4 separate regions of the Mus musculus genome follow, and regions 2, 3 and 4 are each linked to region 1. A link is a contact called in public promoter capture Hi-C data. All regions are on one chromosome and are shown on one strand. Each heading gives the region's core, a stretch centred on a gene start, on an enhancer-like site or on the middle of the called end of the contact. The rest is flanking DNA. Distances are from core to core; before and after follow the strand shown. Region 1 holds the start of Kif22 (kinesin family member 22). Region 2 holds the start of Stx4a (syntaxin 4A (placental)). Region 3 holds the start of Sbk1 (SH3-binding kinase 1). Region 4 holds the start of Phkg2 (phosphorylase kinase, gamma 2 (testis)).

What was found. Promoter capture Hi-C pulls out the DNA fragments that hold promoters and counts their contacts.
Region 2: a contact with region 1 is called in a promoter capture Hi-C map of liver, with 2.3 times the contacts expected there. The contact joins the promoter of Stx4a here to the promoter of Kif22 in region 1. A contact is called at or near these places in 2 of 39 promoter capture datasets (liver and neutrophils).
Region 3: a promoter capture Hi-C map of cranial neural crest shows a contact between it and region 1. The contact joins the promoter of Sbk1 here to the promoter of Kif22 in region 1. A contact is called at or near these places in 2 of 39 promoter capture datasets (cranial neural crest and liver).
Region 4: a promoter capture Hi-C map of hematopoietic stem and progenitor cells shows a contact between it and region 1, with 2.3 times the contacts expected there. The contact joins the promoter of Phkg2 here to the promoter of Kif22 in region 1. A contact is called at or near these places in 3 of 39 promoter capture datasets (hematopoietic stem and progenitor cells, hippocampal neurons and liver) and 2 of 9 other capture datasets (adipose tissue and pancreatic islet).

Annotation. Positions count from the first base shown.
Region 1 is chr7:127,040,896-127,044,071 of GRCm38.p6, forward strand. Kif22 (kinesin family member 22) reads right to left here and starts at 1,525. Exons shown (of 14, transcript NM_145588.1): 1 at 1,449-1,525. The coding sequence starts at 1,506.
Region 2 is chr7:127,840,187-127,843,362 of GRCm38.p6, forward strand. It overlaps Stx4a (syntaxin 4A (placental)), which reads left to right and starts at 1,622. Exons shown (of 11, transcript NM_009294.3): 1 at 1,622-1,882; 2 at 2,078-2,179; 3 at 2,259-2,358; 4 at 2,498-2,572. The coding sequence starts at 1,853.
Region 3 is chr7:126,271,008-126,274,183 of GRCm38.p6, forward strand. Sbk1 (SH3-binding kinase 1) reads left to right here and starts at 1,489. Exons shown (of 4, transcript NM_145587.3): 1 at 1,489-2,092.
Region 4 is chr7:127,571,764-127,574,939 of GRCm38.p6, forward strand. Phkg2 (phosphorylase kinase, gamma 2 (testis)) reads left to right here and starts at 1,585. Exons shown (of 10, transcript NM_026888.3): 1 at 1,585-1,693; 2 at 2,091-2,203. The coding sequence starts at 2,109.

The sequences.
Region 1 (3,176 bases), core at 275-2,774:
TATGTGCACCATGTCCAAGCCTGGTGAACGGGACCGTTACTGGAATTACAGAGCACTAAACCCAGCTCCTCTCTCAGTCCTAACTATCATTTCTCTCTCTTCCCTTCTCTTATTTTGGTTTTTCCAGACAGGGTTTCTCTGTGTAGCCCTGGCTGTCCTGGAACCCACTCTGTAGACCAGGCTGGCCTTGAACTGAGATCCACCTGCCTCTGCCTCTTGAGTTCTGGGATTAAAGGTGTGCGCCACCACTCAGCTTCCAATTACCATTTCTTAATAAAGATTTCTCAAAATACCCAAAGGTTTGTTTCAGATTCTACACTACAAGTTTATGCTTTTCTACCAATGTATTTCCTCATACTACATTTGTTTATGGGACTATTTGAAAATGATTGTAATTTCTTGGAAAGGGCTAACAGTCTTTCAGCACTTTAACGTTTACTACATACCAAGCACCCTGGGTCTCAGAGTCTGTATTCGGACATAACTGTCAAGGGCAGAGGCATTACAGTGTAACTACCTGAGTGTGAATTTAGATTCCCAATATTTACTAGTTGTGCTATCTTGAAGAAGCTATCTACCCCATTTATGCCTGCTTCCTCTTGTCAAAACACAAGTACAGGGGGCTGGTGAGCCTTAGAAATTGAGTGCCTATTAGTTTTCTAGAGGTTCTGAGTTTGGTTCCCAGGGTCCACATCTGGTGGCTCACAGCTGCCAGTAACTCCAGCTTTAGAGGGTCCAACACTTCTGGCTTCTGCGGAGATCCACACATAGGTGGCACACATTGATAAAATTAAAGCTTTTTGTTAAAGACAGGGCATTAACAGTCATGACCTCAGAGCTCTGTACAACATTAAACGGTTCATCACAAAATGCTTGCAGCACTGCCTGGCTGAGGCGTTCTCCTAAAGGTCTGCCTCCCCCAAAGCCAAACAAACAGGCCAGATTTCGGCCTATAGAAAGAGGAAAGACACGCATACGCAAATCGTCTTAGGAAAGATTTGGAATCTCCTGGCAGCCAGCCTTTTCACCAGGAAAACAGCATCCGGTTCCAAGGCTGGAGGGAAAGGATTTTCCTTTGCCGTGTGATCTCACACAGCCTTCAGTCGGAGTGGGATCTCTGAACAGACAGACAGACAGACAGACAGATAAAGAGGCTCTTCGCTGCTCAGTCTTTACAGACGGGTGGCTGCCCGGCTTTACAGATGACACAAATTGAAGCGCACACATTAGCGCTCAGGCTCTAGACAGGAGCTGGAGCCTCGGCAGGGTCTCAACCCCCTCTACACCGCCGAAGGCAGCGAATAGAGGACAGGGTGCGGTGGCGCCCACCTCCACGCCCGCCAGCCAGCGTCCCCTCGCCCTTCCGCCCCGCGCCGGCTGGATTTTCCGGGACCACTGCTACTCTGTAAGTCTCACGCAGTGGTGCTCCCTCCTCCCGGCCCGCGTACCTGAGGTGGCCGACGCCATCTCCCGTCGCTGCGGACACGTCTTAGCCCTTAAGCTCATAGCCTTCCCTTCTTCGGCCCGCTTCTCTCTTTTGAATTACCGGGGCCCCGCCTCCCTCTCAGATTCGACCAATCGCAGCTACGTGCCGCCGGAAGTTTCGGTTCTAATTTACCGTAATTCCGCCGTCTCGGGCTCACTTCCGGTCTCGAAAGCAAAATATTCCCAGGGATAGGGCCCTGGAGTCTGTCACTAAATGGTCAGTAACTGAGGTCCCTGCACTTTCAGGCTTTTGAATTGCCAGGTTGGAATTGGCTAAATGCAGACTTTCGCCCGACTTTTCCTTCTCAGCTTTTCTTCTGAAAGCACTTGATTGATTCTATATTCAAAGTTCCCAGCTCTGAATACAATTTTTGCCTTTTGGAGCGGACAGAATCTCTTTGTAGCCCTGGCTGTCCTGGTGTGAGAAGGCAAAAAGTTCCTCTTTGAACTTGACTCCCCCACCACCACCCCTTTTTTTTTTCTTACTGTGGGAAAGTTCCCAGCCCTGTTTTAGAATCTTGGGACAAAATGCCCCCAGCTAATTGCATGCGTTTGGCTTCTGTTAAACTGCTTGCTTTCCTTTGCCCTGCAACTGCCAAACAGGATGTAGTTTTTGTGTGCTCTTTACCTTTAAAAGCTTCTGTAAAATGCAGTTGAGACTGCTTTGTGAGGAGTTTCTTTCCAGGAATTTTCTAGCGACTTAATACAGATTGTCAAACCAGACTTTGGTGGTCTTTGGGTCTCTAACTAGCAACATTGTAACTCACTATGTAGACCAGGCTGGGTTTAAACTAACAAAGACCTGCGCTCTTCTGCCCTGGAAGCTGCAACACTTTGCCATCTAACCATGAAGGACCACAGTGAGACAGATTATCTTTAGGTAGCCCTGGCTGTCCCAGAATGGTGTAGACTAAACTGGACTCAAACTCACAGAGACCTGTCTGTCTTTGCCTTCCTGGTGCTGGGACTAAAGACAGGAATCAAAGTTGTGTGTCACTACACCCAGCTAAATTCAAAGATATTGACTAGCACAATTTACAGGTCTAGAATGAGACGGCATTTCACACAATCAAGAACTGATTGGTCACAGTCTAGTGACTTAAGGTTAACTTCATTACCATGGAAATGGAAACTGGACTGTTTGACATTTTGGTTATTACTTCTAAATTCTTTTTTTTTTTTTTTCCTTTCTTTTTCTTCTTCGAGACAGGATTTCCTCTGTATAGCCCTGGCTGTCCTGAAACTCACTCTGTAGACCAGGCTGACCTTGAACTCAGAAATCTGCCTGCTTCTGCTTCCAAAATGCTGGGATTAAAGGTGTGCACCACCACTGCCCGTCTTACTTCTGAATTCTTAAAAGCAAACTTTCAGTTTGATATGTAAAAACTTTGCACCACTCTGAATGTTTTGTTGTTGCTGTTATTTATTTATTTAGAGATGGGGGTCTCTCTAAGTGGCCCTGGTTGTCCTCGAACTTACTATGTAGACTAGGCTAACCTTGAAATTTATTGAAGGCAAAGCACACAAAAATGTGTGTAGACTCATCAGATGGGGAGGGGGGCCCAGATTTGGTGTCCTCAAGAACTGACCTTTTGTCTGGCATTCTAGACTCAAACATACGCTCCAAATATTTTCTCATTTCCCAGTCAATCTGTATCAACTACAGCTTAGCTTCAGCTTTCTGAAATTCC
Region 2 (3,176 bases), core at 372-2,871, 800 kb after region 1:
TTAACCGCTGAGCCCTACAATTTGCAGTCTTGATGACCTTCCCAGTCCTTTGCAGTCACCCCTAGTTCAGAGATGGGAGACCAAGGTCCAAAGACAAACATGACTCTCCAAAAGTCCATAGCAACTCAGAAATCTAGGCTTCTCGCCCAGAACCAGAAAGGGACTGACTATTGTTTCTTTTGATGAACTTTCAGGTATTCAAATACCCATTTTTAGCTGTTCTGACACCTGCTGAGGGACTTTGGGGGGTGCGGGGGGGGGGGAAGCTTCTATACAATAGAAGTTCCACAGGGCACAGGACTTTGGTCTGTTGGTCCTTGATATGTCGCTAGCCCATATCAGTATCTATTCCCTAGTATGTATGTGTCCAATAAATCTATCAAGTGAATGTATTTCTGGAGGGTCAAAGCTGGGGAAATGAAGTCGGGCAGTGGTGGTGCACGCCTTTAATCCCAGCACTCCGGAGGCAGAGGCAGGCGGATTTCTGAGTTCGAGGCCAGCCTGGTCTACAGAGTGAGTTCCAGGACAGCTAGGGCTACACAGAGAAACCCTGTCTCGAAAAACAAACAAACAAACAAACAAACAAACAAACAAATCTGGGGAAATGGCACCGTGAGAGAAGCGTAAAGAAGATCAGGAAGCCACGGGCTTTAGTTTCAAATACAGGAAAGGCTACTATTCGGATCAAATCTTCTATGCAGGACTGCTATGTGGCAGCTACCGAATTTGGTGTTGGGGATTCCGTTAAAGAAAAGCAAGTCATGCTGAGACGTCAGCTGTAAGGCAGGGCTGCGGAGGTAACAGTACATTTTTCTCAGTCTGAGCTGCTCTGGAATTGTCGTGCTGCTCAGAAGGTAGCGAGCTCAGCGGGACTGCAATGCTCACTCGGGGCATAGGCCGCCCACCTGTCAGAGGCTGTGCCAGGAGGACGCGGGGGAGCAGCGGGGGGAGCGCCACCTTGGCTGAGGTCACTTCCCACCCCCAGATTCTCTGCCTACAAAACCCTGCAATTCCCTGACGCTGGAGACTCGGGTCTTATTATTTCCTGATTTCCAAGGTCTCATGATACTGACAGCCCCAAATGCAAGTCTTCACTTTGCCCACGCCCGAGGACCCAAAATTAAAACAACAAAAAAGTGAATTCTACAGAGCATCCTTAGTAGGTGGCTGAGAGTAGGCAGTGTACCCTTCCCCACCTCGAAGAAGCTGTTGGGGCACAGCTCAGACGCTGGGGTGTCGGGGACGTCGCGAGACTGAAGCCCGAGACGTCGCTGACAGGCCGGAACACATGACTGGCGGTCGGGCGTGCAGCCCGCGGAGCTGGGCCCGGCCTGTCACGTGATGAGGGGGCGCCATGGGGTGATGTGAGATACGAGGCTCTCAGACTGCGTGCAAATGACGCATTCCCAACCCTTTGGGCAACTAGATCTCGGCTCCAATATGAGATGTTCCGGTAGTGGGGGGGGGGGGAGCAGCGGGGCGGGCTCTGGACTCAGGCAGCCTCGCTTCCGTTCGGCTGCCACTGCTTCCGACCTCCGCCTTTCCCTCTAGCGAGGACGAGCCGAGCCCTCGCGCGCATGCTCGGAGTCATCCCCCGAGGGGCGGGGCGGCAGCTGCGGGAGCAGGATGGGGGGAAGAGAAGGGAATTCCAACCTGTAGAACTTTGGGGGTCCTATGATCGGGTTCTTCCCCACGACTGTGGATGGTGAAAGGGGTGGGGCCTTTGGCGGCTCCGGGGTGTACTGGAGTTCGCTGGGTGAGGGAGGGGGTGTCAAGTGTGAGAGAGGTGCAGGACTTCCAAATTTAGAACCTTGAGGCCCTTTGGGCTCGGGTCCAGGGCACTCCGACCACCATGCGCGACAGGACCCACGAGTTGAGGCAGGTGAGAAACCGGGATGGTGAGGACACCCTGGAGTGAGGAGAAGCGGGGCCGGGCGGGCGCGCTGGAGTGAGGACTCCTGGTTTTGGGTCCCGGGCGGGTGGCTGATGGCCAGGAAGGAAAATCCCGGAAGCCCATGGTTCCTGCGGGGCGAGAACCGCAGCGAGCAACTGTCGCCAATGACTCCGGCCCTGGCAGGGGGATAACATCTCAGACGATGAAGATGAGGTTCGAGTCGCGCTGGTGGTGCACTCAGGTGCTGCCCGGTTGGGCAGCCCGGACGACGAGTTCTTCCAGAAGGTAAGGGTCAGGAGAACCGAGGAGTAGGGCGGACTAGAGTGACACTTAAGTCTTCAGCCCTCTTGGTGATCCTTCCTAGGTGCAGACAATTCGGCAGACTATGGCCAAACTGGAGAGTAAAGTCCGGGAGTTGGAGAAACAGCAGGTCACCATCCTGGCCACGCCTCTTCCCGAGGAGAGTAAGCGAAACCTAGGGCTCACGCACGCCAGCCCGGTGGACTATGGGGGATGTAGTTTTATTCAGGTGATGGCCAGGATGGGTTTGGTTTTGGTTTGTGGGAGAGGCTGTGATTTAGAAGTGTTGGCTTTCTCGTTTAGGCATGAAGCAGGGCCTGCAGAACCTGCGAGAGGAGATCAAACAGCTGGGGAGAGAGGTCCGGGCGCAGCTAAAAGGTGAATGAATTTCAAGGGTCTCAGCCATATCTTTCCCTTTGATTCAGCCCAGTTGCTGGTGTATCTAGTTGTTGTATACAGTCAAGTGATAGATCCAGGTCACACAGCAGACTTGGGTCTAGGATCTCTGTCCCATGGCATCAAAGCCATGGTACTTTGCAGAGCACATTATGGCCTCTCAGATTCCTTTATTATTATTTTAAGTTTAAATTCAAAATTACTTACTGCTCTCATCCTTTCAGGCCAGTGTGTATTCTTTGGGCAAGCAGATGAGAGGTTCCTCCACGCTTGTGGGAACCCACTGGTGTAATTCAAAGAAAAACATATCTCAGAAATTCAGAATTCGCCCCCTTCTCCTCTCCCTTCTCTCTTCTCACCTACTCCTCCACCTCTTCCTCCTATATAGACCAGGATGGCCTCAAATGCACGGAGATCCATCTTTCTCTGCCTCTTGAGTGCTGAGATTAAATTAAAAGCTCGCTCCTTCTTTTTTCTTCTCCTCCTCCTCCATTATGCATTACTACCAGAAGGCATTCCTGTTCATAGTCACTATGTAATAAAAATGTTAGAAAACAAGAAACTCCTTACTACGTAGCTGGAATGT
Region 3 (3,176 bases), core at 239-2,738, 770 kb before region 1:
GACATTATCAGGTGTATTCTTCAATCCCTCCCCAGCTCATTTAACTTTTTGTGGGTGCGTGGTATGCATGCATATGTGTGTGTTTGCATGTATGTGGGGTGCACATGCATGTGTGTGCATGTGCAGACGGAGGTTGATTCTCTTGTTCTCTATTTTACAAATTGAGGCATGGTTTCTCACTTGAACCTAGAGCTGACTCATTCGGCTAGTCTTGCTAGTCAGCTTGCTCTGGGGATCCTGTCTGCCTCCTAAATGCTGGGATTCTAGGCTGCTACACCTGCCCAGCCATAGCTGAGTCCTGGGGGCCTGAACCCTGGTCTTTAGCAGCATCTCGCTTGGTTCCCCTTCTCCCCTCCCGTACTTATTTATTTATTCAGAGACTGGGTCTTTCACTGGAACTCACGGATCAGATCAGGCTGGTCCCTGGGATCCACCTGTTTCTGCCTTCCCAGGGCTGGAACTACAGGTGTCATGGCACTGGAGGAACTCAAGTCCCTCATGCTTGCCTGGCAAGCACTTTACTTAATAAGCCGTCTTCCCAGCTCCACCTAAGGCTACCTGAGTTTGCAATAACCAGCTCTAAAAGTTCTACCAGCAGCTGGAGTGGTTGGAAGAGGATGCTAATTTGAGAAAACAATCTGATCAGAGATTAAAAGGAGGAGAGATTTTGGGTGCGTCGGGGGCTTTTTCTATGAATAAAATAGTATGCTGCATGGGAGACTGGGCCTCTGGAAGGATGCGTTCGTTGTTCCCACTCTGTCGCCATCTCTGCTCGATCGCCCCACCTGCATCCAGGCTACAATTTCCGGTTAATGAACAAAGCTCTTCACACCCGGGTGGCTTTGCACAGCTGCTGCTTCAGCCAGGAACCCCCCACCCCCTTCTTCCGTTCTGCTATACACCTTTAATCCCAGCTTTTCCTTAAACTTACTTCGCGGTCTCCCTACAGCAGAGCTCGAAAGTTCTGCCTGAACCCTGCACGGCCCCACAGACCCCAGGTCTCTGAGTAGCCTAGTAGTCTTATGAGGTCCCCTGGAAATCGAATGGATAGGTGGAAGGATGAATGGGCAGACAGGCGGGTGAACAGATGGACCGGTAGTTGAATGAGCGAGTGCATTCTGAATAGGAGAGCTCGGATTTATTTTTCTTCTTTGAAACAGATCCAGGCTCCGCCCCACAAGCACAGGCTGGAATAGTCTGGGACAGTCTAGCCCCTCGGGGACCAAGCAGCTGGACCAGGTGACCCTCTGTGACTCCCCCGAGCCCTCTCTAACCTCGTTCTGGCCCCCTCCTGGGCTCTGACCTAGAAAAAGAAGCTTATGCCAATGACCGGCGGGCCTTAGGACCCCGCGTGGCCGGAAAGCGGGCGGGGCATCGTGCGGCTCCCGCGGCGGTGGGGAGGTCCAGGCCCGTGGCGCCTGGCGGGAGGGCGCGGCGGGAGTGCGCGTGCGCGGAGCGCGCACCCGGCGCGGCGGACAAAGGCGCGTGCGGCGGCGCGCGAGGCGGAGGGCGGAGCGGCGGGCGGGCAGGTACGCGCCGGCGGGAGGCGGAGCCGCGAGGCCGCGATGGAGCGCAGCCCGGGCGGGCACCGGCGCTGGAGCCCGAGTGCCGGGCGGAGCGGGAGCCTCAGCCGGAGCCGCAGCCTCAGCCCGCGCCAGGCCGGGGCAGGAGCCCGCAGGGCCGGGCTGCTCGCAGCGGCGGCGCCCGAACCCCCCAGCGGCTGAGCGGTGACCTCCATCCTCGCACGCGGCTGCTGGGACGCAGCGACCGATCCAACCCGGGCCCCCCAAGATCTGCTTGCTACAACCGCACACCTCAAGACACAGAGAGACCCAGGCTTGGGGCGCTAGCCTCCCTAATCCGCTACTCCGGCACACAGGGACCCCAAACCTAGGACAGCAAGATCCTCTTGCTAACGAGAAGCCGCGGGCACCCCAAAGCCTCGGGACCCGGGCGACCAAGCCCCTTGCGACGCCTTCAGCGTCCCGGCTCATGGTGGTAGTGGTGCCCTGAGCCCCTCTCGGGCCGGGCAGACGAAGATCGACACGGCGCCCAGGCCCCCTGCCGCGGCGTCCCCGCGGCCCCAGCCCAGGTAAGTGGGACCCAGGTGAGGGGCGGCAGGTGAGTGGTACCGAGGTCCCTAGAGTCCTGCAGGTGGGGAAGGAAGTCCAGAGTGCGCGCTCCCCCTCCTCAGCGTCGCCATGGAGCCGAGGCTGAAGGACGTCTCTTTGTGTCTCGCTTGGAGGAGCCGCCCCCTCCTCCTCTCCCTTCCCCCACCTTCCACCCCAACCCTGAGATTTGGGCACAGCTTCGGACCCCGGGAGAGAGGAGTTGCGACGCCCTGGAGAGGGGTTAGAAGGTGGAGAGTCTCCCCGGAATAGCCTGGAGCCTTAGACCTTAGGTCCTTTGAAGAATAAAGACACGTAACTATCATCTCCCAAAGACCAAGCTGAGTTCTTAAGTGACACCCACCCTCCCCACAGGAAAGAGAAAATTTGGGGCGCCCAAAGGTGAGAGGTGCCTGCATTCTGCAGCTCTGGGTGACAGCTGGGGCTTTGGGTGTGTGCCTTTGTCTGAGAGGGCAGGGAAGGGGCGTGTTTGAGAGGATGAGTCTCTTATTTTCTGACTCTGAGACCCCAGCTCAGGTCTCAGTGGGGCTCTTTATCCAGTCCCTCTTTGTGCTCCCTGCAGAACAGGGAGAGGACAAGCCCTCTCAGTGAACAGCTAGTTTGGGGGAGGGAGGTACCCTGAATGAAGAAACCATTTCGGGTCAGAGCACCTTTCTGCCCCTCTAAGTCCCAAGGACAGCAAACCTGAGTGTTTTCCCTTTTTCTGACCCGGGGAACACCTAGGGCCAAGTCCGGGACTGGGACACTGTGTCCTCTACGATGCAGGAGTGAGTCTGGATTCTTGCTTAAGCTTTCCAAAGCATCTACAATCAAGAGGGCCTCAACAAATGTCCTAAACCCCAGGACCCAGGGAATGCCGGAAGATCTTGGGTGCGTTGTACCCCGAGAAAGGGCAGGAAGGTTTTTTTCAGCCTTCCACAGACAGGTGTAAAGTCAGGTAGGAGGTGAGCAGACAGGCTGGGGAAGGCAGGATTCAGAACACAGAGCCCTATAGAAGTTTCTTTGTTCGTTTATTTATCCATTCATTGCAACATCTACCGTGTCTGA
Region 4 (3,176 bases), core at 335-2,834, 530 kb after region 1:
ATAATTTATATACTTTCTCAATTTTTATACCCATCTCTCTCTCTCTCTCTCTCTCTCTCTCTCTCTCTCTCTCTCTTTTCAGCGCTTGGAGTTCTGCTTGGCCTTGTTCCTGCTGGGCAAGCATTCAATAGCTAAGCTCTATCCCAAGTCCTGCTGTCATCTTTAAAATATGTTCTAGTCAAGTATAATGAACATGCAGTAAACCCCACCTACTTAAAGTCTGTGAGTTAAATGGAATATCGGGAGGCTCAGGTTGTGATTCCTGACACATTATTGTTGTCCTTGGTCATTTCCCAAAGATCCCTGGTTCCTTTGTTTGCAACCAAGAGAAATCAGCATTTAGACTTTATACTAGCTTCTGTTTTGGGGGTCCTTTTAGAAATCAATACTGGAAAATATAAAATTATTTTTTAATCTGTTTTTCACCATTGCCCAAATTTTACCTGTAGTTCTTCCTCTAGTTCCAGATTTCATATTCTCATAGGAAGACTCTTCGGTTCCTAATTATATGAATACATTATTTTGACTAATTTCAGAATAATTATCCCCTGTGTACCAACAACAAACCTACTTAGGAAAGTTCAAAACTATTTTTGCAAGTTGTTAAAGTTAAGCTTGATGAGGAAAGGCTCTACAGTGACAGAAAGCAAAAACACTAAATTACTTGGTTTCCTTATAGAAAAAGCTGTTAGAAAATCATGCTGTAATCTAGGCGTCCTGAGCCTTAAATCCCAGCACTCAAACTGACTGATCTTTGGAGTTCCACCCCAGCCTGGGATACACAACGAATCCCTGACTAACAAGGGCTACATAGTGAGACACCGTCTAAAAAAACAAAAATTATCATTTCTCTTTTGCTGGACTGTAACCTTGAGGATTTGCTTTTTTCTTTGCTGTTACTCCAGAACCTTGGTTTTAGGATATGTCTGGCTTTGGAATTACTCTAGGCAGGACCTTAACAACCTTGTGTACTTAATGCAGGAGGGTCTGGGAGCAAGACGGTAGGAGTCTGTGACCCCAGGATGATGGACACTATCCTGAAAGCTCTAGTCAGGACCAAACGGCCAAGCTGCATATGCATTTTGTTTTGTTGTGTTTCTCAAAACAGTTTCTCTGTATAAACAGCCCTGCCGGTCCTGGAACTCACTTTGTAGACCATGCTGGCCTCCATCTCAAGAGATCCATCTGCCTGCCTCGCCTCCTAGTGCTGGGATTAAGCGTGCATGACCACACTTGTCTACACGCAGGTTTCCACAAAAAAAGGAATTTTGGAACAGGCTCTTACTATAATAAATGAGGATTCCAGAAGGAAACTAAAAGGGCCTTGTCCGAGGGCACGGTGAGGTAGTGCGGAGACATCACATTTCCGGTAACCTAACTTCCGTGTCTCTTTACAGACCAGCAGCACCAGGAGAGAAAAGCAAGTGCTACATGTTGATTGGCTGTTTTTCAGGCTCCTCCTCATGGTGGAGACCTTTTGGGGACTTCTAGCGCCAACGGCCTTGTCCGCCCTGGAATCCCGTCTTCCTATTGGACTGCCATTTTCCAATCGGAGGGTTTCTAATCCCTAGTTCTCAAACAGCAGGGGCCATTGGCTGCAATGATGGGGGCGGTGCCTTAGGTCGCTGTGGGAGCCTTACAGGTTAAAGCAAAGGAACAAACATAAACCAAGCAGCTGAGGGTCTTTGCGCAGGTTAGACTGTTCCCTCCTCACCCCCCTCCCCCCACCCTCCCTTCCCCCTCCCCGCTCGCACGGGTCATCCTGCTCGAGACCCCCGCGCCCCTCCCAGTGGACGCCAAGTGCGCTTGCGCGGTAACAGCCGCCCGCACTTGTGCCATTTCCCCCTTCTTCCGAGCCACCTTTCCCCCCTCCCGCCCTTCCCTATCCTCTTCCCTGCCCTGCTTCCCTCCCTCCCCCCTAGGCCCTTCGTTGTGGTCTCCCCGGTCCTGATCCTTCCCCTACCCCACCCCCAACCCCCAGGACCCTGGCGCCCCAGCCGCAGGTGCTGCGCCCCCGGGAGCCACGATGTGCATCCTCTCAGAACCTGTGGGCCTCCTTGCCCTCACTGCCCTCCGTTTCCTCCTCCCAGGCCCCCACATCCCTCAGAATGACGTTGGACGTGGGGCCGGAGGATGAACTCCCTGACTGGGCTGCGGCCAAAGAGTTTTACCAGAAGTACGACCCTAAGGACATCATTGGCAGGTGAGCCTTCACAGCTGAAGCATACACCGGCCCAGTGTAGTCAGCTCCCAGCCAGGAAATAAGGCTTCCTTCTGAAGACTGGATAGTTAGGAAGTGGACAGTGGAAAACAGTTAGTGACTTGGCTAGTATTCCGAGTTAACCCGCATTTTTTCCTCTATTCATCTATATTGTCAACAATTGTTTGTGGTCCAGACAACGGGAAGGTAGAAAATACCCATCACGTGAGCATTTCAAAGGTATCTAGTTCGAGAAGTAGGGGTCTGTAGAAAAGATGCTTGGAGCTGGGCGGTGGTGGTGAATGCTTTTGATCCCAGCAGAGGCAGGTGAATCTCTGTTGAGTTGACACCAGCCTGGTTTACAGAGGAAGTTCAAGGACAGCCAGGACTACACAGAGAAACCCTGTCGGGGAGGGGAGCAGGGATTGCTACTGTGATCGCCACCACAGATGCTTTATGGTTTAGTTTCAGAAGCATAGTGTATTGGTTATGTTGTGTTAAGCACCAAGAACACCGGGTGAGGGAGTGACAGAACAGGAACCCTGAGGAAGTTTCTGTCTTGGAAATGTTTCTATCTTTACATAATGAAAAAAAGATAAAGGTCGAAAGGAGCGTTAGGGGAAAAAATAAGTAGGCAGTAGGATTCAATCAACGGGGTCTCCACAGAGGAGGGGCTTTAGGAGACTTCTAAGAAAATGACAGGAGGGTTGGGGGAGGGGTGTTTGGTTGTTCATGGTGCTGGGGATTAAACTCAGGGCCCCATCCTAAGAGACAGTGCTTTACTACAGAGCCACATTCTCAGCTCCGAGGACTTGAGCTGAGACATAAAGTGTGAGAATAGGCTGGGGGGGGGGGGTGTCTTCTCATTTAGAGGGGGCAGTTAGTGCAGGGCTCAAGGCAGTGGCTAGACCATAGACAGAGTGGGGAAAGACAAGAAAGGAAGTGAGGAAAATGGGGCTTTAGGCCATGATGCGGA